Regions from separate parts of the Mus musculus genome. Here region 1 is linked to region 2. The links are chromatin contacts, called in public Hi-C maps. All regions are on one chromosome and are shown on one strand. Each heading gives the region's core, a stretch centred on a gene start, on an enhancer-like site or on the middle of the called end of the contact. The rest is flanking DNA. Distances are from core to core; before and after follow the strand shown.

Region 1 (3,749 bases), core at 973-3,472, 130 kb after region 2:
ACGGAGATGTGGTGGAAATCACCACCCCTGCATCTTTCAAGTCCTTGATAGTGGCAGTAATTTCTGCAATGCCTCCAGGAATACGATACTGTTTTTGATTCACTATTTTCTTTGGCAGAGGCAACTCTAAAGGCTTCCATTTAGACTGGGCTGGCCTCAAACTCACAGATATCTACCTCCCTCTGCCTCCTGAGTGCTGAGACTAAAGGTGTGTGCCATCGTGGTCTGCCGATGCTGCCATTCTTATCTTCCTTTTCTTGTTGCTATTTTCTCCTAGTTATGCATTTGCTTCTCTCATTACTCACAAGGTAAAAAGGTCTCAGATTCTGTCTTTTATAACACCATCATTTTAATTAAGGTAGATATTGAAAGAAAGTTGAGCATGGTTCATAGAAGTTATAATGGAATAGTTGGGGGAAAATAACAAAATCTTTTGTGAATTCTCGCCATATTCACCTCCAAACACTGTCCTATTCTCTTGGGAAAAAAATAAGAATAAGGAGGAGGAGAAGGGGGAGGAGGAGGAAGGAGAGGAGGAGGAGGAGGAGGAGACGGAGACGGAGACGGAGACGGAGACGGAAGAGAAGAAGAAGAAGAAGAAGAAGAAGAAGGAGGAGGAGGAGGAGGAGGAGGAGGAGGAGGAGGAGGAGGAGGAGGAGGAAGAAGAGGAAGAGGAAGAAGGAGGAGGAGGAGGAAGAAGAGGAGGAAGAGGAGGAAGAGGAGGAAGAGGAAGAAGAGGAAGAAGAGGAGGAAGAAGAAGAAGAAGAAGAAAGAGCTAGTTTCACTATTTTACAGACTATGGATTGTTTTTTTTTTTTTATGGCTTTGACTACCAAGCAATAATATTTTCACAGAAAGAATCATTTTTTTAACATGATAATAAATTTTATGATTCCAGCAAAGGTAAGAATAACACCAAAGGGCATTTTTCTAGAGGGCTGATATACTAAAAGTTCATCTTTCAAAGACATGATTTAAAAGACAGTATTTATTCATCTTTGTAAACTGAACACTTATTTGTGGAATGCCGAGCTAAATCTGCCATATGATCTTAAGGACAGAGTAATGACAGGGACATGAATCAAATTTCAATTAACACTAATAGAATCCCCCTTAAATAACAGATGTGCAAATTAAAATAATAATTAAAAAAAACTCTAAAGAAAGTAAGCCATTTTGAAAACAACAAAGAAATGAGTTTCTGGTTTTTCTCTTAGCACATTGTTTCTGGGGTTTGCTCTAACACACTGTTCTGAGTGGAAAGAGGGCCACTTTCTCTACTCTTGTTTCACCCAACTAAGTGTTACATGCTTTGAAGTCAGTGGCCATGCTTTGCTTCAAATAATTCTGAGCGGATTTAGAAGCCAGATAGGATTAAAGCTTGGGAAACCAGGAGGATTTCAGCTCAAGTTCTACTGCAAATAATAGAAAACGTGGTAGGAAGGGAGACAGAAAAGTTGACTCAGACCCAACCCTTGCTTCAGCAGTAATCTGCTTTATTTAGAATCATTAGTGAAAAGAAAACCTAAGTACAGAGTCACTGTCAATGTTGGCAAGAAAGAACTTTGAAACGATATATTAAGGACCAAGGTTAAGTACTCTCATAAAACAGGAGGCTTTGAAAAAGAATTTAAATCAAGTGGTTTTAATCCAAACAGATTTAGTGGTTGGTGCTCCTCTGTGGTTCAAGTCAACATGTCTTGTCCTGGTCACTTCAATGGTCTTAATGATTTCCCAGTTTCTACTTCACTCCTAAGGGATCCCTTTAAAAGGGAAGTGATGATCTTTCCTTCCAGAATAATCCTTCCGTTTTATTTTGGCTCGATGAGGGGAAAAGCCCATTATTTTGCAGTGGCTTAAGAGTTGAACAATTTGGCTCATCTCCTGCCTTTCTCAAGGGCAAACTACTCCAGCACAAACTACTCCAGCAGAGCTGGCGTCTTTGTTGTTCGTCCAACAGCTCTCAGAATGAAGATGTCCTTCTTCTCCTCTTTTTTCTTTTCTCCCTTCCTCCTCTCTCTCTCTCTTTGTTTTTATTCGTACTGGGCAAGGACCTTAGGGTCTCACCCATACTAGCCAAAGCTATCCATTACAGACATGGATATACCCAGCCATACCCAGGTAATTTTTAATGTTTTGGGGGTAGAGTGTTTTTAAATAGCTCAACTTGTCCTTTGTACATCCTAATCACCATCCTACCCCCAGTGCAGAATATCCTTGAACTTTTAATCTTCCTGCTTCAACCCTCTGTGTAGCTAGGATTATAGGCCAGTACTGCCAGTCAGTGTATAATTCTTAATATGAGCAGGGAAACTTTAAATGTTGCTTTGGAATTTCTCAAAGATTCTTAGTAAGGGCTGTCAACAGAAGCAGTGTCAACCTGGGAAGCCTTAGACCAGAATAATATGTTGTTTGCATTTTCCCCCTTTCTTTTAAAAAAAAGATGGGCTTACCTATTGGAACATGGTCAAAAGTGACATGGTGAACAATGCTTTGGGGAACTGTGAGAGAGACTGGGGGGGGGGGGGTAGCCAGTCCTTTCTGTTCCCTGGATTGTTCTTGGGCACAATTTTGTGTCTCCTGTGACAAACATTTATATTCGATTCATAAGACGTGTTTATTCTTGTTGGACGTTAGAACATAGCTATAGATGCCAGTCTGGTCAGTGGACCCTGAATCTGGGTGTGGCCTTCTACCTTGCTTTTGAGCTTTCTCAGATATAATCTATAGTGTGTGCCAGACAGTTGTATTTAAATTGGTATGTCTTAAGAACGTTCTGGGAAAGGCCTGTCCTGTTAATATTTAGTATGTGTTTACTAGGGTTTATTTATACATTTTTCTGATTATGTTTTTCTGAATACAAATGACTTTCCTTGGATCGTTGCTTGCTTTGTTATTCATGTATAAGTACATTGAAACTGAAGTAAGGTTGTCTACAGTAATAGACTGTAGTCTGCCCCATTCTTTCAGGTATTCAGATACCAGGCCCTGGAGATGAGAGGTCTGCATAGGTAGACAAAGATGATGCTTACCTACCCCTAACTTTCTTGGCTGTGCTACTGTAGCACTTAAACCCTAGAAACTCTGGCTAGATGATCACCGTGGTGGTATGAATATGCTTGGCCCAGAGAATAGCACTCTTAGGAGATGCAGTCCTGTTGGAATAGGTGTGGCCTATTGGAGGAAGTGTGTCACTGTGGAGGTGGGCTTTGAGACAGTTTCCTCCTAACTGCCTGGAAGCCAATTTTCTCCTGTCTGCCGTCAGAAGAAGATATAGAACTCTCAGATCCTCCAGTGCCAGGCTTGCTTAGATGCTACCATGCTCCTGCCTTGATGAAAAATGGACTGAACCTCTGAACCTGTAAGCCAGTCCCAATTAAATGTTGTCCCTTATAAGAGCTGCTTTGGTCATGAAGTCTCTTCACAGCAGTGAAAGACAGCCACCTTTGCATTCTCTTTTGAATACTTCTGTTTTTCCGAGTGATCACACTCTGCCTTCACCTTTGTCCTCAACCAGTTTCAGAGACAGAAATATCTTTTTTTTTTCCATTGGCGTAGACTGAATTCTTTCTAACCATCTTAGCTAAGCACTGGGAAGAGTAGGTCCACAGTCAAGTATGCTATAGAATCTTGGAGAATTAATTTATGATTTACCTGTGTGAACATAGTTCTTATAAAGACCATTAGAAAAAAAAAAGTATTTTAATAGGTGACCTACTTAATTATAAGCATATAACTTCCTATCTATC
Region 2 (3,531 bases), core at 11-2,510:
AACCTGGAAGCTGGAGCTGATGCAGAGGCCATGGAGGGGCGCTGCTTACCTTGCACCTCATGGCTTGCTCAGCCCGCTTTCTTATAGAACCCAGGACCACCAGCCTAGGGACAGCACCAAGCACAATGGGCTGGGCCCTCCCCCATCTATCATTAATTAAGAAAAAACCTTACACCCAGATCTTATGGAGGCATCTTCTCAACTGAGCTTCTCTCAGATGACTGCAGCTTGTGTCACATTGACAGAAAACACAATATATTGTATATATTTGTATATATAAGTAATATATATGGATTACATGTATACATATACACAAACACACGTTTCTACAGATAAGGACTTAATGCCACAAAGGGGTTAATAAAATAATCTGTGATCTTATATTAATACCTGTCAGACATAACCAAGAAATAAACTATAAAACTTCACATCCCCCTTCACTGTACAGTTCTCAGCGAGCCATGTGTAATGCCTGTGGTTATCCACAGGTGGGCACCCTCCTCTGAAAAGTCTTCTCATACTACTACCGTTCACAAAACTTGGTGACTACATTCAAAGTAGTGAAGGTTTACCAGACCTTACACTAGTTTTTGTCTATCATAATCTGAGTCTGTCTTGCCTTCTCCTCCCCTGGGCCCCGTGGCTATGCTTGCTTTTGCCCTTTAGCCTGCATAACAGCTGCTCTTTAATGGTCCACAAATGGCACACTGACATCCCAACAGCACGAAGGTTCTGCACACATGCCAGCCTACTAATGACTGCTCTACTACTGAATGCTTACAGTAGAGCAGATGCCAAAGTACTTTTACATCTGTCACCACTTGTGGTCCCCTAATATATCCACATTATGAATAAAATTTATTTACATTTCTATTATTTCATAATTATATAAGGAAAAGGGAACTTTCGAAGATTACTTCCAACAACTTATCATTCTACATTGAAATGAGGTTACCCGACTTCAGTATGGGCCAAATCCACACCACTGTTATGTGCAGTCAGCCATTTAGTTTTATTGCAATCTCAGCAAGTTGTAAACTGGTCGAATAACAATATGTGCTCAATAATTCTTACATTAAAAGACTAATTGTTGAGTTCTATTTCAACTTCTTTGCTGTCACAACTGATCCTAAATCTATCTTTATAAAAGAGCAAAGATGTTTCAGAAAAAAGCTGTTAACCTGAAGACTTCATGTCAGCAACCATAAATTGCCTTCTGTAATCCTTGTCTGTAATTAGTAAGGCCGTTGTCACCTTATTATAGTCTTAACCCCGGAAAGGTGAACAAACTTGCTGACAAGAGATCTTAATCCGTATGGCAGTATATTATAGGCTGCGGATCTTCAAACCTTACATCCCATTGCTTGTAACTCCACAAACTCAGTTCTTACAGGTGCACAGCCCTATCTCTTCACCTTATACACATCTTTCGATTAGAAAATCTGTTAGAGGTGTACCAACATAAGGTGGCTCACTGTGGTGCCACTTTACATGGAGCTATGTATGGACACTTCGCACTGACTGCAGAATTAGTTCTAAGCAACAAAACGGCACTGGAGTCAGTTATATAATTATTACACACAAGTTTTTAAAATACTTTGGGGGCATGCGTGTCTTTTTAAAGTATGATTTCTAAGGAAAAATACACGCCTGATTTCCAGTTGTCTTAAAGAAAACCATTTACGAAGTATTGCTTTCAGAGATACTTGGAGCTAAAGAGATAGTTCGGTGGTTAAGAACACTTGCTGCTCTTGCAAAAGACCTGAATATAGGTCCAAGCATCCACAGCGGGCAGCTCACAACCAGCTGTAAGTCAAGTTCCAAGAGATATGGTGGCCTCTTCTGGCATCCTCAGGTTACATGCATTTAGCATGCATGCCATCAAGCACACATGAGCAAATAAAATAAAGAAAATCATTTAAAGGTAGCTTGACTTACCTTTAATCTTACCTTCCTTATAGATTTTTCTGTTATAGAAAACTTTGGGTTTTCACTTCCATATGTTATCTCTCTAACAATAATAACACATTAATGGATACTTACTTGGGCGATTCTGTACTTTGTCTACTAAAGAGGAATTGAAAAGTTCAATGAACACAGATTCTGAGCGTTCTGGTTCAGCATCATCTAGGATTGAAATAGTGATTGTTGCCTCAGTCTGATTAGCTCTGAAAAGAGCCAATCCAGATGCTGATATGTAATCTCCTCCTTGAGTTGCTCTAGCTAAATTAGGTGGGAAATACGGTGGCTTTTCCATATCATCTATGGTTGCATATGAGACTGCAACTTCTCCCATGAGGCCTTTCAACCTTATTATCGATAATGTGACATTCTGGGTTGCTTCTTCAACACTCAAAGGTCTAGTTTTGTTAGGAAAAATAAAGACCCCATAAGGATCATCACTAGCCAAAATTGTCAATGTGGCATTTGTAAGAACTCCCAAGGAGCCACTGGACACGTTGAGGATCGACACGGTGAGTGCCTTGTCTAGCTCTGGCTCTTCATCTGACAGTATCTCCACAGTGATGGAAGCAATCCTCTGCCCAGTCTCAAATGTGATGTTGCCAGATGTAATGGCGAGATCCCCATCCAGGTCCGAGTCTACCTTCCATTGCAAAGTCACTGCAGACAGGGCTCCCCGAGTCCGTGTAACCTGTGAAATAGTTGAGATTTTAAAAGAGAAACTGGCACACTGACTTAAGAATGCTAGTATATAATGGTAGTGCCAGAGTAAATTCCAAGTCTTCTTTAACTTGTTTTTTTACCTTTTATTTTAATTTTCTAAGTTTTTAAGAGTATAAAACTATTGAAGGTAGCAGCCGTACACAACCTACCCTGAGTTGACAGCATATAAAAAGTGACAACAGGTCGAAAATCACAAACTAGAAGCAAAATATTCAGCTTCCAAGTAAACCACGGGTGATATATGTATATACATATATATACATACATATATATATGAGATCAAACATGAATGGTAAGGTAATTTATTATATTTATTCACACATAAGAAATACTCTTTATACTTATTGAAAAAGAGGCATCCTCCACTGTAAAAAACAGACTAGGAACATTTTCCAGAAAAAGCTATTTTCAATATATTTGACCCAAAGTACAACAAAGTGCAGTTAGAAGAACTGCTTTAATATATTAAGAACAAAAGCTTAAACATGTTCTGAAGAAATCGTAATAATCATTTATTATATCTAAAATATCATTTTCAACTCAAAATAAAAATGAGGCAATAATTTTATTAAAGAATCATCCTTTCTCAGAATTTTTCGTCCTAAGTTCTTTCTAAAGTTACTTGATTAATTTCACAGCAGATTATTCAATTATTCTAAAAGGACAAAATAAAATTTGTCATAAGCATACAGAAGGATGTGTTAGCATCAGTCTTTCTCATTGCTACATGGAAATGAGGAGACTGAGTGAGCTGTGGCCCCATTGAGTCATTTATCAATATATCCTCAGTCTCTGCTAGAACTCAGCAGGACAGGCACACACACACACACACACACACACACACAC

The links. Hi-C and Micro-C count contacts between places; a contact is called where the count stands out from the background.
Region 1: a Hi-C map of rod photoreceptor shows a contact between it and region 2, with 2.9 times the contacts expected there. The contact joins two enhancer-like sites. A contact is called at or near these places in 2 of 39 promoter capture datasets (cranial neural crest and neural stem cells), 1 of 15 datasets of contacts at CTCF or cohesin (the G1E-ER4 cell line), 30 of 484 Hi-C or Micro-C datasets (the AML12 cell line, the HL-1 cell line, the HPC-7 cell line and 20 more) and 3 of 115 datasets of contacts at active chromatin or transcription factors (astrocytes and embryonic stem cells).

Annotation. Positions count from the first base shown.
Region 1 is chr13:81,650,564-81,654,312 of GRCm38.p6, forward strand. No RefSeq gene overlaps it. Among named protein-coding and RNA genes, the nearest start is that of Lysmd3, 5.4 kb to the right of the region's middle. Within about 2 kb of position 2,223, at least 2 of the 459 cell types and tissues checked have an H3K27ac peak or open chromatin away from gene starts, as enhancers often do. A contact at or near this core is called in rod photoreceptor, where this site is marked.
Region 2 is chr13:81,526,406-81,529,936 of GRCm38.p6, forward strand. It overlaps Adgrv1 (adhesion G protein-coupled receptor V1), which reads right to left. Exons shown (of 90, transcript NM_054053.4): 28 at 2,044-2,653. Among named protein-coding and RNA genes, the nearest start is that of Adgrv1, 100 kb to the right of the region's middle. Within about 2 kb of position 1,261, at least 3 of the 459 cell types and tissues checked have an H3K27ac peak or open chromatin away from gene starts, as enhancers often do. A contact at or near this core is called in rod photoreceptor, where this site is marked.